Regions from separate parts of the Sus scrofa genome. Here all the other regions are linked to region 1. A link is a contact called in public Hi-C data. All regions are on one chromosome and are shown on one strand. Each heading gives the region's core, a stretch centred on a gene start, on an enhancer-like site or on the middle of the called end of the contact. The rest is flanking DNA. Distances are from core to core; before and after follow the strand shown.

Region 1 (4,796 bases), core at 660-3,159:
CGGGGAGATGACTTCCCTGGAATCCGGAGCTGGGAGGACAGGACTGGGGTGACGATAAAGACTTGGGAGTGTGGGGACTTGACGCTGCGGGTGAGATGCCCAGGGGAGAGCGTGGAGGGAGGAGGAGGGGTGGAGGAGGGGGTGGAGGAGGGAGGAGGAACTCCCATGTCCTCTTTTTAAAATCTAAACTTAGAGCTCCTGGAGTTCCCGTCGTGGCACAGCGGCAACGAATCCGACTAGGAACCATGAGGTTTTGGGTTCAATCCCTGGCCTCGCTCAGTGGGTTAAGGATCTGGCATTGCCGTGAGCTGTGGTGTAGATCGAAGACGTGGCTTGGATCCCATGTTGCTGTGGCTCTGGTGTAGGTCAGCGGCTACAGCTCCGATTAGACCCTAGCCTGGGAACCCCATATGCCACAGGTGCAGCCCTAAAAGACAAAAAGATGGAAAAGAAAAAAAACCTTGGCTCTCCTGCCAATGGTTAAGAATCCAACTGCAGTGGTTCACGGCCGCTGTGGAGGCGTGGGTTTGATTCCTGGCCAGGTGCAGTGGGTTAAAGGATTCGGCAGCTCAGATTCAATCCCTGGCCCGGGAACTTTCCTATACCTCGGGTGTAGCCATAAAAAAAGAAAAGTTAAATAAAAGCTGCAATCTAAACCACTGGTGTTCCACCTAGGTAACAACAGCATGGGAGACGTTTGGGGGCTGACAACTGTGTCTTTGTTAACTTTCCTGTGTAACTCTGTCAGAAGCTCTTTAAGGCTGGGGCTCCATTTTATTTTCTTGTTTTCTCTGATTTTTTTTGGCTGCGCCTGTGGCATGCAGAAGTCCACCTGCCAGGATGGAACCCACACCATAGCAGTGACCAGGCTGGATCCTTAGCCTGCTGTGCCGCCAGGGAACCTCAGGGACTCCAGTTTGTATCCTCGCCCCGCTCTCTCTGCATTAGTTAAACCCCTAACAACTTCCCCTCCAGGGCAGTGGGATGCCTAGTGGGAGATTCTGGGCCAGGAGGAACATTTTGACCAGAGGACAAAGTTCGTGGTCCCCTCAGAAGAGTCCTCTCTCTACCCATGTCCTCCTGCCAGCACCGGGACTCACTGAATCCACATTTCTTGGGTCTGCTCGGTGATCCCAAACCCTGATTCCATGAACAGCCTGAAAGGAGACCTCATTGGCTTTACCTCTGAAAACCTGTGGTTTTACTAAAAATAAGAAATGGGAGTTCCCGTCATGGCTCAGTGGTTAACGAATCCGACTAGGATCCATGCGGTTGCAGGTTCGATCCCTGGCCTTGCTCAGTGGGTTAAGGATCTGGTGTTGCCATGAGCTGTGGTGTAGGCCAGACGAGGCTCGGATCTGGTGTTGCTGGGACTCTGGCGTAGGCCAGCAGCTACAGATTTGATTAGACCCCAGATTAGCCTGGGAATCTTCATATGCTGCAGGTGCAGCTTAGAAAAGACAAAGAGACAAAAAGACAAAGAAAAAAAAAAAGAAATGGGTGAACACTTTTTTGTTGTTATTGTTTAAATAAATCGACACAAAAGCAACAAATAAAAATAAGCTGGATGTTGAAGCAGCATGTTGAAAATAAAGCACCAGGCTATTGCTTATTTGGGGAAAAATATTAAAATCCATGAATCCCATTGTAATTGGCGATCAGCACCAGGAAGCCTGGTTCGAGGCCTTCCATAGCGAAGCTGCTGGAAGGATGGCTGAGGGGTGTTGGAAAATGTTTTCTCTCCTGCTGGGCTTATCTGCCAGGAAAGGAGCTGCTTATCACGGAGGTGGATGTTTTTACCAGGCAGCCTCTGAACTTTAACCCACTGTTGCAACCGGGGTCACCGCCGAAGGGGCAGGAGCCAGGCCCCTGTGCGGATCATGTGACCAGGAGCCTGGTGTCAGCCTGGTGCTCTGACCTGCGGGCTGGGGAGAGGTGTCAGCGCCTGGTGGTGGGCCCTGGCTCGTGGACACAGGGTATGCTGCAGTGGGAAGCGGCGACTCCTGGGAGAGGCAAATGTGGTCCAGAGGGAGCAGGCTTTGTCATCAGGGCTTTCCTGGGGTGGAGGTGGTGGCACTCACCCTTGAACGGACCCATCCGGCTCCCCATTCTGGGTTGCATGCCCTACAGTCTTTGCCCAGTTGCTGGGCCCTGGCTGATTTTGCTCCTTGTCCAATTTGTCCTTTCATAGTGGCATGAACCAGGAGGTGCCGTCAGCCTGCGCCCAGGCGTGTTCGGCTCACAGAAGCTGCTGGAGTTCCAGTCTCCCAGCCCAGGCCTCTGTTTCAGGGCTGTGCCTCCCAACCGGGGCTGGCTTGGCCCCCCTCTCTCTTCGCCCTCCCCCTGCCATGAGAGTCCATCCCCCACTGCCAACAGCTCAGCGTGGAGAGTGGCTTTCTTGGAACAAGAAAGGGGGTTCCAAACCTCGCTGGGGGCGGGGGTATCAGAGCTGAGCGGATGGGTGTGTCCGTTCTGTGTCTCCAAAGCGGTCTCAGCCCCGCGGCACATGGCCAGAGATCGGATCCCAGCTGCAGTTGCCACCTGAGCTGGGGCAACGCCAGATCCTTAATGCGCTGTGCCAGGCCGGGATGGAACCCGCCTCCCAGAGCTCCCAAGACACCACTGATCTCCTTGCACCACAGGGGGAGTTCCCTGGCATGACATTTTTGGGTGTAGAGACATCTGAAGAAGCGGGAGGGTAAACTCCCATTCAGCATAATGTAATTTTCAATCCGAGCCCCGGAGCTCTCATCGCCTCTGTGCCAAGTGGTCAAGCTGACGGTTTCCACGACCTCAAGGGCACGTAGCTTTTTCACTTTAATTCGATCTTTGGTGGGAGGCACACGGGGGCAGAAAGAAAGATGCCCCACACCTGGCTTTTCCACTTTGTTCTGGGACAGGTGCAGGGGTGAAGCAAGCCTGGGGCGGGGGCGGAGCAAGCGGAGGGGCCGGGGCCCGTGCTCCGGGAGCCCCAGGGAGCTAAGCTCAGAAACAGCTTCTGCAGGTGCTTTGCCATCCAGGAGCCTTTCGTCCTTCCTTGCTTGTGCCAGTGAGCTTTCCAGAAACCTTTGCTCCACAGCGCCCACGCTCCCTTGCGTGGGTGCTGGCGTGATTGGGAAAAGGCGGGTAAAGCCTCGGAGATGCTGAAGGCAGAGGGGCCTCGGGGCACCCTCGGCCCAGCGCGGGAGCCCGCCCGCTGCGGGAGCCCTGGAGACCCGTGGCTGCCACACAGGCAGTGAGTCAGCATCCAACCTCCTGCAGGCCCTGCGAACCCGCCAGGATGCTCACCCCCTCGGGTTAATATGCACCGTCCAGGCGGGCCCAGGCAGAACCAGGAAGGGAGGCGTGGTGTCCCCTTCTCCCGGGCCCAGCCATTCGCCCAGTGTATCCCTCCTGAAGCTCATTTTCTCTCTCCCTACTGCCCAGGTGTTTAAGCGAAACACTGCAGCTGGCTTGCCGCCCCACCCCCCCCGCCGCCCCCGGGAGGGGGGCAAGTGTGTTTGTGATTTTTTTCAGAGGTTAAGAAGGGCTTTGGGGTCAGAGCTGGGTTAGAGGTCGAGGCCCACGGTCCACGGCTTTAAGGCCTTGGGAGGGCGGTTTTCTAAGCCTCCGTTTCCTCATCAGAGGAAAACAGACCCCACGGTGTGTACAAAAGTACCGAGGTGGGGTAGCTATTATCTTTCTTTTTTATGAATGGCTGTTTCCCTTGCCTCTTCCCCCAGAACGTGGCCTTCCTGCCACTGACCTAATAGGGGAACTTCTCAGCAAATGTGTCTTGAAGCATGTAGGTGGAATTCTATGCACATGGTGAGTGGTGCGTTTTCTTTCCCTGGGTGGTGTGAGAGCGGAGGGTGGCTGTGTGCACAGAGGTGGGGGACCACGCAGCAGGTGCTGTGCCAGGTGTGTCACAAGTGCTAAGGGGCTGCAAAGGGTCGAGTCCCCCCAGAGGGGCCTTCTTTAGTGATCCCACATCCCTTGGTGGGCCTCAGACACCTAGATTTTTTTTTAAGGGCCGCATATGGACGTTCCAGGCTAGGCATAGAATCAGAGCCGCAGCTGCCAGCCTACACCGCAGCCACAGCAATGCAGGATCTGAGCAGTGTCTGCGAGCTACACCACAGCTCACAGCAGCACCAGGTCCTTAACCCACTGAGTGGGGCCACAGATGGGATCTGCATCCTCATGGATCCTAGTCGGTTCATTACTGTGGAGCCATGATGGGAACTCCCTGAGACGCCTAGACTGTGAGTGAAGACTCCAGCCTTGGGGATTTGGGCAAAAGAGTGATGAAGTGGGGCCGTGTCCTGTTGCATCGCCTGTCCTTGGAGGCTTAGCACTCACTGACAGATAACCAGGCTTGGCCAGATGACTCACGGGGGTGGCTTAAGTCCTTCCGGGATTGTTCATGGCCAGCTCTCTGGAAATTGAGGAAAACAAGCAAAAAGAGGAAGATGCGTTTGTTTGCTGGACAAATATTTACCAAGCACCACGATGTGACAGCCTGTCCTGAGCCACAGAAGATGCAGAGCCTTGAGCAAGACGGGCAAGTTCCAGTTGTCCTGCAGCGACGATTCCAGTGAGAGCGGACAGGAAATAAATAAGGCTTCCAAATAAATAAACAAGGGACCTCTGAGAGCAGTAAGCACCCTGAAGATAAAGAACTAGGCAGGGGTTCTCACATTTGCACGTGCATCAGACTCACACGCAAGGCCAGTGAAAACACAGACGCCGAGCCCCACCCCTGCCATGTGGTTCTGGTTCCATGTGTCTGAGGAGGCCTGGATAATGGGCCTTTC
Region 2 (4,796 bases), core at 1,144-3,643, 230 kb after region 1:
TTCACCTATGGACTTCACCTCCACTTCCTTTTGTGCACATGCAGAGGAGGGATGTCTGATTTAAAACCATCTCTGTTCAAATAGGTCTAAAAGAGCTCTTTTAGCACGTTTACAAGTGCTAAGTGCCACGAAAATATCGTGGTACAGGCAGTGAGATGTCAGCATTTCCCCTTAAACAACAGTGTCTTACGCCAGTGGACTCAGATTCCGTGAAATACGGCAGGATTTATGTTTTCTGTTTCAATAGTCATCAATCTGTTTCTAATGTATTCATGGAAAAATATGTGAGCCATCTTTTGCCATGAAACTCTTGTTGAAATCTCATGGACGCCTCCCAGTGTTTCATAATTTAGCTAAAAAACCCTCTTGCTTTCGGGAGGGGAGTTTCCAATCCTTTAAGGCTAGGTTTCTGGGTGCATTTTTTTTCTTTTTTTTTCTTTTCGTTTTAAAAGTTTTATTGAACCTTGGTTTACAAGATTGTGGTCATTTCTGCTGTGCAATAAAGTGATTCAGTTATACATGGACACACACCCATTCTTTTTCACTGGGTGGTTCTTATTTTATTTTATTTTTGTCTTGTTAGGGCCGCACCTGTGGCGTATGGAAGTTCCTAGGCTAGGGGTTGAATCAGAACAGTAACGGCCGGCCGACACCACAGCCAGAGCAATGCAGGATCCGAGCCTCATCTGCAGCCTACGCCACAGCGCACGGCAACACCGGCTCCTTAATCCACGGAGCGAGGCCAGGGATGGAACCCGCATCCTCATGGTTCCCAGTCGGATTCGTTACTGCTGAGCCACGACCAGAACTCCCTCACCGGGTGTATTTTTGGTTAAGATTTTTAAATCATGGTTTTTGCCTCAAATAAATAAATACATGAAAAAATATAAATAGGCAAACAATCTATAAACAGATGAAATGTATAAATAAAGGAAATAAATATAAAGCGAAATTAAAATGTTTGCCTTGTGAAATGTGCTGTTTGGAGAACAAATATTCACTTGCTCCAAGGTCGCTCGGCTTAGATAAAAACCTTTAAATTCAAAAGCCTAAAACAAACAAAAAACAAACAAACAAACAAAACTCCAAAAAACCCCCCAAAACAAAAAACAAACAAACAAAACAAAAGCCTGGCCTGTCTGCTCTCACACTGACTAACTCGTGCTTAGGGACACGCACGACCTTAAGCAACCTTGATTGTACCCTGCGGACTTATTTATTAATCTATTTAAACAGAAAAACTTAATGTTATCATTGGCGTTGCAGGTGTATTTATTTATACTATCTTTCCTTTTGGAAAAACACTGTGATCATGTAACCTGTCACCTTTAAGGGACTCCCCACAGGCTCACAGGGGGGAGTACAGGTTGTATCTGGGCACGAGGAAGAGTTAATCTATTCTGGCTTGAAGCGCAGTGGAGTTTGGTTTTGTCCCAGGTTTGGCGGTAACAAATGCCTTCCAGAAAACAGACTCTTCGTTTTGGTGCCATATTCTTTCAGTCCTGGCACAGCCATGGAGCCACTGTGTCTAGGCTGGTTGACGTTCCCAGGCCAGGGGGAGATGGCATTTTCTTTTCCTTTTGTGGCTGCACCTGCCACATATGGAGGTTCCCAAGCTAGGGGTCGAGTTGGAGCTACAGCTGCCGGCCTACACCACAGCCACAGCAACGCCAGATCTGGGCTGTGTCTTTGACCTATGCCAGAGCTCACGGCAACGCCGGATCCTTAACCCACTGAGCGAGGCCAGGGAGCGAGCCTGCACCCTCACGGATACTGGTCAGGTTCTTAACCCACTGAGCCACGACAGGAACTCTAAAATGGCATTTTTAAGAAAGCAGAACGCAGATGCCTCCTGGTTTATGGACACCTGCCCCCACCTAAAACCAGCCCGCATCTGGGGTTCGGCGTCTGTGGGCCTTTTGCACAAACACACCTCCCCCTCCAAGCTTAAGCCCAGATGCTCAGGGGCCCCTGGTGGGGGGGGGGAGCCCAGAGCTTCCTCCCAAGTGCATGCTCCCCCACTGCTGAGCTCACAGCCACTGTCCCCACCCCCACCCAGGGGGTCTTGAAGGAGGAAGGTTTCACGCTTTGCAGCTGGGTGGCTCCCCTGTGTCAAACCTTTGAATGGTGTCCCCCTGCCTTCGAGGGAAATCAAAATCCTAAGTGGCTCCCCAAATCCGGCCTGGCCTCTGTGTGCCCCCCCAGCTCCCTCTCCATTCCCCCGCCCATCTTGTCACTCCCCCCACCCCAAATCTGACCTCAGTCCAGTCTCCCCCTTCCCCCAACGTGTCAGGCTTTTCCCTGGATCCCTGGTCTCTGCGCAAAATGCCCAGAGTGGGTTTGACTGGCTTTCAGGGAGTCCTGCGAACGTACTGTCCAAACTTCCTTGTTTTGATGGGAAAACACATTCCAGACCAACTTTCCAAACCACATCCGGGGCTGAGGGAGCCGTGAGCCAGGGCCTCCCAGGCTCTGTCACACGAACCCAGTTACACTGGGAGAGTCTGGGCCTGGCGGTTGCCTCCTGCCTCCTGCCTCCTGGGAGACCCTCTTGCAGAGCTTTGGAAGCTCAGACACAGAAGGCTGACCCATCTGGTGCCCCCGTTCAGTCAGGAAGGCATTTGGAATCGATCTGGGCAAAGGCTGAGCTCCAGGGCAGCTGTAAATAGTGCAGATTCTCCCCAGAAGCTGCGAGAAGAGCAAGCAGGCCCCGCAGCAGCCGCCAGGGTCGCCTGGGGCCGGAGCCGGCTCCTGCTCAGGGGCCAGCAGGTGGGAAGTGGTGTTTATGGCAGTGGCTTTTCCTCCAGTGGCTCCTATGAGTTCCCACCTTCTCTCGAACCTTGCAGGAGACCTTTCCTTTCCTGGCTTCCAGTGCGTGCTAGAGCTGAGGCTCGGTCTCCGAGTCGGAAGCCATAGAGGCAAGCATCTCCAGTCACTCATCCCACTCAGCAGGTGACTCTTTTTGGCTGCAGGGGAAGCAGCGGCCTGCTGGGGTAAGCCCTGGATGGTGGACCAGAGTCAAGGGCATCCCAGGTGTACAGACTCCCGGGGGGCGGGGACTGCACCCCCGCTGGACACTCTGGACCATTTTCAGGCAGATGGAAAAGAGAAAACCTCCAGGGGCATCTTGCTGGAAGCAAAGATGTGGCTCTAGGCAGACCTGGTGGGTGTGTGTAGGATGGAGGAGGAGCCGCGTGTGTGTGTGTGTGTGTGTGTGTGTGTGTGCTGGTTCTTTACAGAACCATGGGTGTGACAAGCCCAGGACTCGCTCAGCCTCTGCTGGTGAGTTTTCTCTGTTGTGTGGCCACTCCCTGGGCTGAGTGTCTGTAACCAGTTTCCCAAACGCTCAAGCCCTGTCCTAGGGACTTAACTGTCTGACCTCATTTCTCAGCCCTGGCCCCGCCCACGGTCCGGACTTTGCCCCTGCTTAACACCCCAGGAAACAGAGGCTTATGCTGCTTCTCCGAATCCTCAGGCCAGGTCCCTCTGTTGCCACAGCCCACGAGATCTTCCGCCGTCTTTTGTCTGGGCAGGGACTTGACGGAGCTGGGGGCCGTGTCCCCTGCAAGCCTGCAGTGGATGGAGGAGCCTAAGGGCCATTTCTGTTCTTCTCAATATGTTTTGAGCCACACAGTGAAAGTGGCTGGAGGCTGGGGTTTGGGGACGGGGGGGGACTCCTCTATCTTCTTTCCAGGATCACGTCCACATTCCGTCCGTCTGTGCTCTCACCCCGACTACAGTCTTTGACCCTTGGGGTCAGGTCTGGACTCTAAACAGCTTCCGCAAGCCTCCAGAGCCTACCGCTGTCTGAGCAGGGCCCTAGTCCTGTCTCTGAGAAGGTGGCAAAAATCCATTTCAATCAAACACATCCTGGGAAAGCCCATCAGACCTGTGCTTGCAAGAGGAAGACACGTGGGCATTGCTGCTGGAAAAAACCTTGTCTGAGTGGCTCAGGGCTCGGCCACAGCGCTGCTCCCTCAACCCCACCGCCTCCCAGCTTCTTGTTATTTCCTGCGGAATCCTCCAGCATGCTCAGGCTTCCTGGAGCTGGGATCCGTCTGGCAGCCCCGCTGAGTCCTTCCCCCGACCCCCAGGGCCCATCTGATAAGATAGGGGGCTTCAGTGTGTGTGGGGGGGCGGTGCTTACTCTGCTCCCCCAATGCACAGCTGCCTCCTGCTGCTGGGATGCTACTGACAGAGGGTCTGGCTGTAACGAAGAGAGTCTGACAACTTGTGAGGCACAAACATTCTTTATCTGCAGGATGAGGTTAGTTTCTGTTTGGGGCTGGTGTTTGTGTAAGTAGGAAATCGCTCTCCTAAGAATCAGATTAGGTCCAGGAAGCATCCGCTGGGCAATGAGAAGCTGATGGAGGCCGAGCGTCAGGGTTTTCTCAGTGGTCACGACTGCCACCTCCTGGCTGAGCTTGGGAACTACACACTCTGGACTTCCTGGAAAAAAAGAACTAAGATTCCCTCTTTATGAACTGTGTGTGGTGCAAAAGCCAAACCAGAGGAATAGTCTTTAGAGTATTTATTTATATATTTCACATTAGCAACAATGGTAAAGCAGACACAGAATGAGTAAAATAATGTATGATGAATAAAAACGCAGTAGCCTGTTCTTCCTTGAGACCGTAAGGGAAAGAATTTGTCCGAACAATTTATTGTAACTTCTGGCTCAGTTTCTAAACCTGCCTACTCTCTATACCTGAGTTCTTAGCAAATTTAGATTAATCTACCCATCACTTTTAGAAAATCAGTACAAAATTAAGGACTTAAGTGAAAATTGCCACATA
Region 3 (4,796 bases), core at 1,044-3,543, 140 kb after region 1:
ATTGGCCTAGTAGCTGGGAGTCTGGGGCCAGATGGGCACAGACTGGTGAGCAGGGACTTTCGGCTCGGGGAGGGCTCGCAGGTGCCACCACTTTCTCACGTCGGGAGGGCTCTGAGAGCAGAAGGGAACGCGCTCGGTCTGACCAATTAGGTGCAGTGCTACCTGAAGCAAAGGCAGAAGCTCAAGGTTGTTCTAGTGCCTGTGTCGCACTTCGGTTCCGTGAACCCTCTGCCTCTGCCTGTCGGTGGACCTAGGGCCTGGTGCAGAAAAGCACGATCTTGGTGTTTCAGCTTTGCCTGGACACCAGTGAATAGATCATAGCCATTCTCTAGGCAGATATTGCAATGGTAGGCTAGACTGAATTTTTTTTTAACGCTTTATTTTTTGCTATTTAGGGCCACACCTACAGCATATGGAAGTTCCCGGGCTAGGGGTCGAATCAGAGCTGCATCTGCTGGCCTACACCACAGCCGCAGCAAAGTGGGATCCGAGCTGTGTCTGCGACCTACATCACAGCTCACGGCAACGCCAGATCCTTAACCCACTGAGCGAGGCTGGGGATTGAACCTTTGTCCTCATGTATGCTAGTTGGGTCAGTTGCTGCTGAGGCCCAACGGGAACTTCCTAGATTGAATATTTAGCATTTGCTTATTAGCCTTCAGCCTCGAGGCCAAGTGCCTCAGATTGCCTTGCACATATAGTTTATTTATGAAGGCAAATCATAACTGGGGGTTTTGTTGGATTATGAAAATGGGAGGCCCTTTGAATATTGTGACAGGAGGTAGTTTGCATTTAACCATTCTTTCTAAGTTAAAACCTGAGGCCGTAAAGCCAGAAGTCAGAAAAGATTGACGTTTGGTTCACAGGAGCTCATAGACGGAGAGAAAGCCGCTGTGTCACTGTCACTGGGGACACTGGCAACTCTGCCGTCACATTCACCCAAGATGGGTATGTTTGGTGACTCTGGACATTTACTGAGGACTCATTAACCCTCTGATTTGCAACCCTTTGTCTTGGAAACCCCCTCTTTCTCAAGCCTCTCCCTGTTGTTGTTAAAATAGCCTGACGTTCTTCTGAGTGTCCCCAAGGGCAAGAGTGGATCGATCCCGTTTCAGGGTATCCTGGATCAAAGCACACGATGTTAAAGCAAAGTTCAAAGGACGTCGGTCCTGAAAGAAACACTGGGAAATTTTTGTTTAAAAAGAAGCGCATCGGGGAGTTCCTGTCATGGCACAGGGGTTAACGAATCTGACTAGGAACCACGAGGTTGCGGGTTCGATCCCTGACCTTGCTCAGTGGGCCGACCATCCGGCGTTGCTGTGAGCTGTGGTGTAGGTTGCAGATGCAGCTCGGATCCCGCGTTGCTGTGGCTCTGGTGTAGGCCGGTGGCTACAGCTCCGATTCAACCCCTAGCCTGGGAACCTCCATATGCTGCTGGAGTGGCCCTAAAAGCAAAAAAAAAAAAAAAAAAAAAAAAAAAAAAGAAGAAGAAGTGCTTTGGAGTTCCCATTGTGGCTCAATGGAGACAAATCTGACCAGTATCCATGAGGACGCAGGTTCGATCCCTGGCCTCACTCAGCCAGTTAAGGATCCAACGTTGCTATGAGCCGTGGTGTAGGCTGGCAGCTACAGCTCTGATTTAACCCCTAGCTTTGGAACCTCCATATGCCACACGTGAGGCCCTAAAAAGACAAAAAAAAAACAAAAAACAAAAAAACCCAAAAAAACAAAAAAAAAGAGCATTGTGAATCACCGGAGATGGATTTTTTCCATAAAGGGCCATCTGTAGATTTACCGCACAGACTCCGTGCCCTCTTTGCTCTTGGCATCCTACCGGCAAGAGACGCATTGAAGGCTTCCCCTTTGGGAGCTCCCACTATGCCGCAGTGCATTAAGAATCCGACTGCAGTGGCTCGGGTTGCTGCAGAGGCTCAGGTCCCATCCCTGGCCCAGTGCAGTGGGCTAAAGGATCTGGCTGTGGGGTAGATTGGCAGCTGTGGCTCAGAGTCAGTCCCTGGCCTGGGAACTTCCATATACCATGGGTGCAGCCCTCAAAAAAAGAAAGAAAAAAAAAAAAAGGAAAAAAAGGACTAAAGACTCCCCCTCTTAGCTGCCATTCTTACTTCCAGAAACTATGAAAACCATCTATCTGATGCCATTTGGCAGCAAAATCTGACCTGAACGCACTGAAAACTATTTACAGGACTTATTTCTCCACCCACCATGAATCTGCTATTTCGCTGCAGAAACACTCACGTTTGGAGGGCAGTGCCCTGGGTTCCCTGTGAGGGGTGTTTCATCAGAGATAGACTGTGCCCTGTCTTATCTTTCCAAACGCCTGAAAAACGGAATTCCGTAGTAGAGCTGCCCCCAGGATTCTGGTAAGGGCTCACAGACCTAAACCACGGCCTTCCCCCGCTCCGACAAGAAGATCAGAGCCTTCTTTGCTAGGTGATGGGACCCAGCCAAATGGCCCAGTTTGTCAAGCCTTTAGTCCCGCCACTGACAAAGGCTAAGGCGACATGATCCCACGTTAAACCCCGGACTCCAACGCTTCCTCTGGCCTCCTGGCGTCCAGGCAGCTCGGCCTACACAGAGGTGACCGAAGCCTGGGAGCTGCATTTCCAGGAACGCTTTCCTGACTGCCGTGTGGTTTGGGCGGGGGTCCTGGGTCCATGGGCGCCCAGGCTCCCAACGAGCGTGTTAGACCTCATGGCAAGTCCCCCGAGTCAGTCCCTCGTGAATCTGTCAGCCTTTCATTCACTCAGTCGCCACTCAGCGCGGGTGTTTTGGGATCTGGGTGTGTCTGATGTAGATCCTTGGCCAAATGAGATGGGGGAGCGTGGCGCTTGGACTTGATCAGGCTTTTCCCAGAGGTTTTTTTTTTTTTTTTTTTTTTTTTTTTAATAGAATCCAAGAGATGTTAATGGATTTTAGAGGAAAAAGATTTTTCTATGATCAAGTAAGGTTTTTTTTTTTTTATTTTGTTTTGTTTTTGTCTTTTTGTCTTTTTGCCTTTTCTAGGGCTTTCTTGCGGTATATGGAGGTTCCCAGGCTAGGGGTCTAATCAGAGCTGTAGCCGCCGGCCTACGCCAGAGCCACAGCAACGCGGGATCCGAGCCATGTCTGCAGCCTACGCCACAGCTCACGGCAACGCCGGATCCTTAACCCACTGAGAAAGGCCAGGGACTGAACTCACAACCCCATGGTTCCTAGTCAGATTCCTTAACCACTGTACCACGACGGGAACTCCAAGTAAGTCTCGAAGATGATGCGTTAAACAGAGGTAAGCAGGTTTCTTTGCGACAGCACACTTCTGAGTCATTAATAATGTAGCTTTCACAGCCAGCATCCAAAGGGGGCGTGGGCTTTGCCCAAGGAAGGCTCGCCTAAGGACCTCCGGGTCTCTCCCAGCTCAGATGAGCGCTGTGCTCCGGGGAGGCTGTGGGAGTGGATTCCGCAGAAGGTGGCCGAGCAGAAGGACCCTACACGGCCAGGGGAGGCATTGCCACATAGCCCGCCCGGTCTCTTGTCAAGGGTTGTAGGCGATGGGTAGCCTCTTGCAATGCAGTTTCATAGGCATGTCTTCATCCCTCCTCACACATTCCCACTTCCCTCTGGGAAAACTGAGGCACAAAATCAAACGGAAATGACGTGATGGCATTCCTGTCAGAGGGCAGGTCAATGGCAGGAAGAGTCATTATGGTTACAACAGCTACAAGCAGAAACACGCTAAAAAGAACCCGGCTACAACCCAGAAACGGGACTCTGATCGTTAGTGAAGGAAGCTGACACTGAAGAATCCATCTGCCCCCTCCTCCCTCGAGGCTGTCTCATCTCCACCCAAACCTTGTCCCGTGAGTTGGTCCTAAGAAGGGGTGTGTGGACCCTCCCCTGGCGCTCACTCTGACGCGGGAGACGTGTATGGACCACGCTGGGCAGGTGTGCTGGCTTTCCTAGGTGGGCCCGGAATGCAGCTGTAGGACCGGTGGTGAACTGGAGCCTCCACGTCTGGATCCGGCGAACTCTTGGTTCTCAAAGTGCTGACAGGTCGGGGCAGTAATGCCACCTGCTGTGCACGAGGCCGGGCACAGTGAGCTCCTGGGAAGAGAAGAAACTCAGCGATAGGGCTGGAAGTTGCTGTCAAGGGACCGTTACTTTTCCAGGTTAGATGAGCCCAGAAGAGCCCCGGTCCCACCTCCACCTTCAGGCTGTTTCTCCTCCTGGTCACTTGGGTGCACCCCCCGGTCACGAGGGCACTCCTGGTCACATGTGCACCCCCCGTGTCACGTGGGCACTCCTGGTCACATGGCACTCCTGGACCAGGGCTAGGCAGTGGAGACGGCCACCAACCAGGAGTGGCCCCCGCCACACCCAGGGCTGTGAGCAAGCACAGGGCCTGGCCGTGCACGGCCATCACATGACGGATCCCACGTGGGGAACAAGTGTCCACTCCGTCGACGTGGGAGGACTGCTTTCTCCAGCCCCGGCACCGCCTCCAGCGGAGGAGCGCGCAGCCAGAGAGAGCAGCACGAGGCGGAAGCCAGAACCTTCCTCGGAGTCCTTCTGGAAGTGGGAGCAGGAGGGTCCGGCTGCCTGAACCTGCACCCGGGCCACGAGAGGTTCTTCTCCACGCCCCCGTCCCCGGCGGTCCTCGGTCCTGCCATCACCGTCAGAAGGACACCACTGGGCCTCAGCGTCTCCTGCCCTGAAGCCAGCAGTAGGGCATCATGGATAGAGCCTTTTGAGTGGAGCTTCCTGTGCTGCAGGTCTAGTCCCCGGGTTCATGACCAGCA

Evidence for each region. Hi-C and Micro-C count contacts between places; a contact is called where the count stands out from the background.
Region 2: a contact with region 1 is called in a Hi-C map of liver, with 9 times the contacts expected there. The contact joins two enhancer-like sites. A contact is called at or near these places in 2 of 47 Hi-C or Micro-C datasets (liver and retroperitoneal adipose tissue) and 1 of 2 datasets of contacts at active chromatin or transcription factors (alveolar macrophages).
Region 3: a Hi-C map of liver shows a contact between it and region 1, with 5 times the contacts expected there. The contact joins two enhancer-like sites. A contact is called at or near these places in 1 of 5 promoter capture datasets (liver), 2 of 47 Hi-C or Micro-C datasets (both in liver) and 1 of 2 datasets of contacts at active chromatin or transcription factors (alveolar macrophages).

What each region holds. Positions count from the first base shown.
Region 1 is chr7:4,406,469-4,411,264 of Sscrofa11.1, reverse strand. The region is part of intron 2 of LOC102165101 (a long non-coding RNA gene); the gene reads left to right. Among named protein-coding and RNA genes, the nearest start is that of RREB1, 100 kb to the left of the region's middle. Within about 2 kb of position 1,909, at least 7 of the 83 cell types and tissues checked have an H3K27ac peak or open chromatin away from gene starts, as enhancers often do. A contact at or near this core is called in liver, where this site is marked.
Region 2 is chr7:4,176,233-4,181,028 of Sscrofa11.1, reverse strand. No RefSeq gene overlaps it. Among named protein-coding and RNA genes, the nearest start is that of LY86, 71 kb to the right of the region's middle. Within about 2 kb of position 2,393, at least 39 of the 83 cell types and tissues checked have an H3K27ac peak or open chromatin away from gene starts, as enhancers often do. A contact at or near this core is called in liver, where this site is marked.
Region 3 is chr7:4,262,953-4,267,748 of Sscrofa11.1, reverse strand. No RefSeq gene overlaps it. Among named protein-coding and RNA genes, the nearest start is that of LY86, 160 kb to the right of the region's middle. Within about 2 kb of position 2,293, at least 1 of the 83 cell types and tissues checked has an H3K27ac peak or open chromatin away from gene starts, as enhancers often do. A contact at or near this core is called in liver, where this site is marked.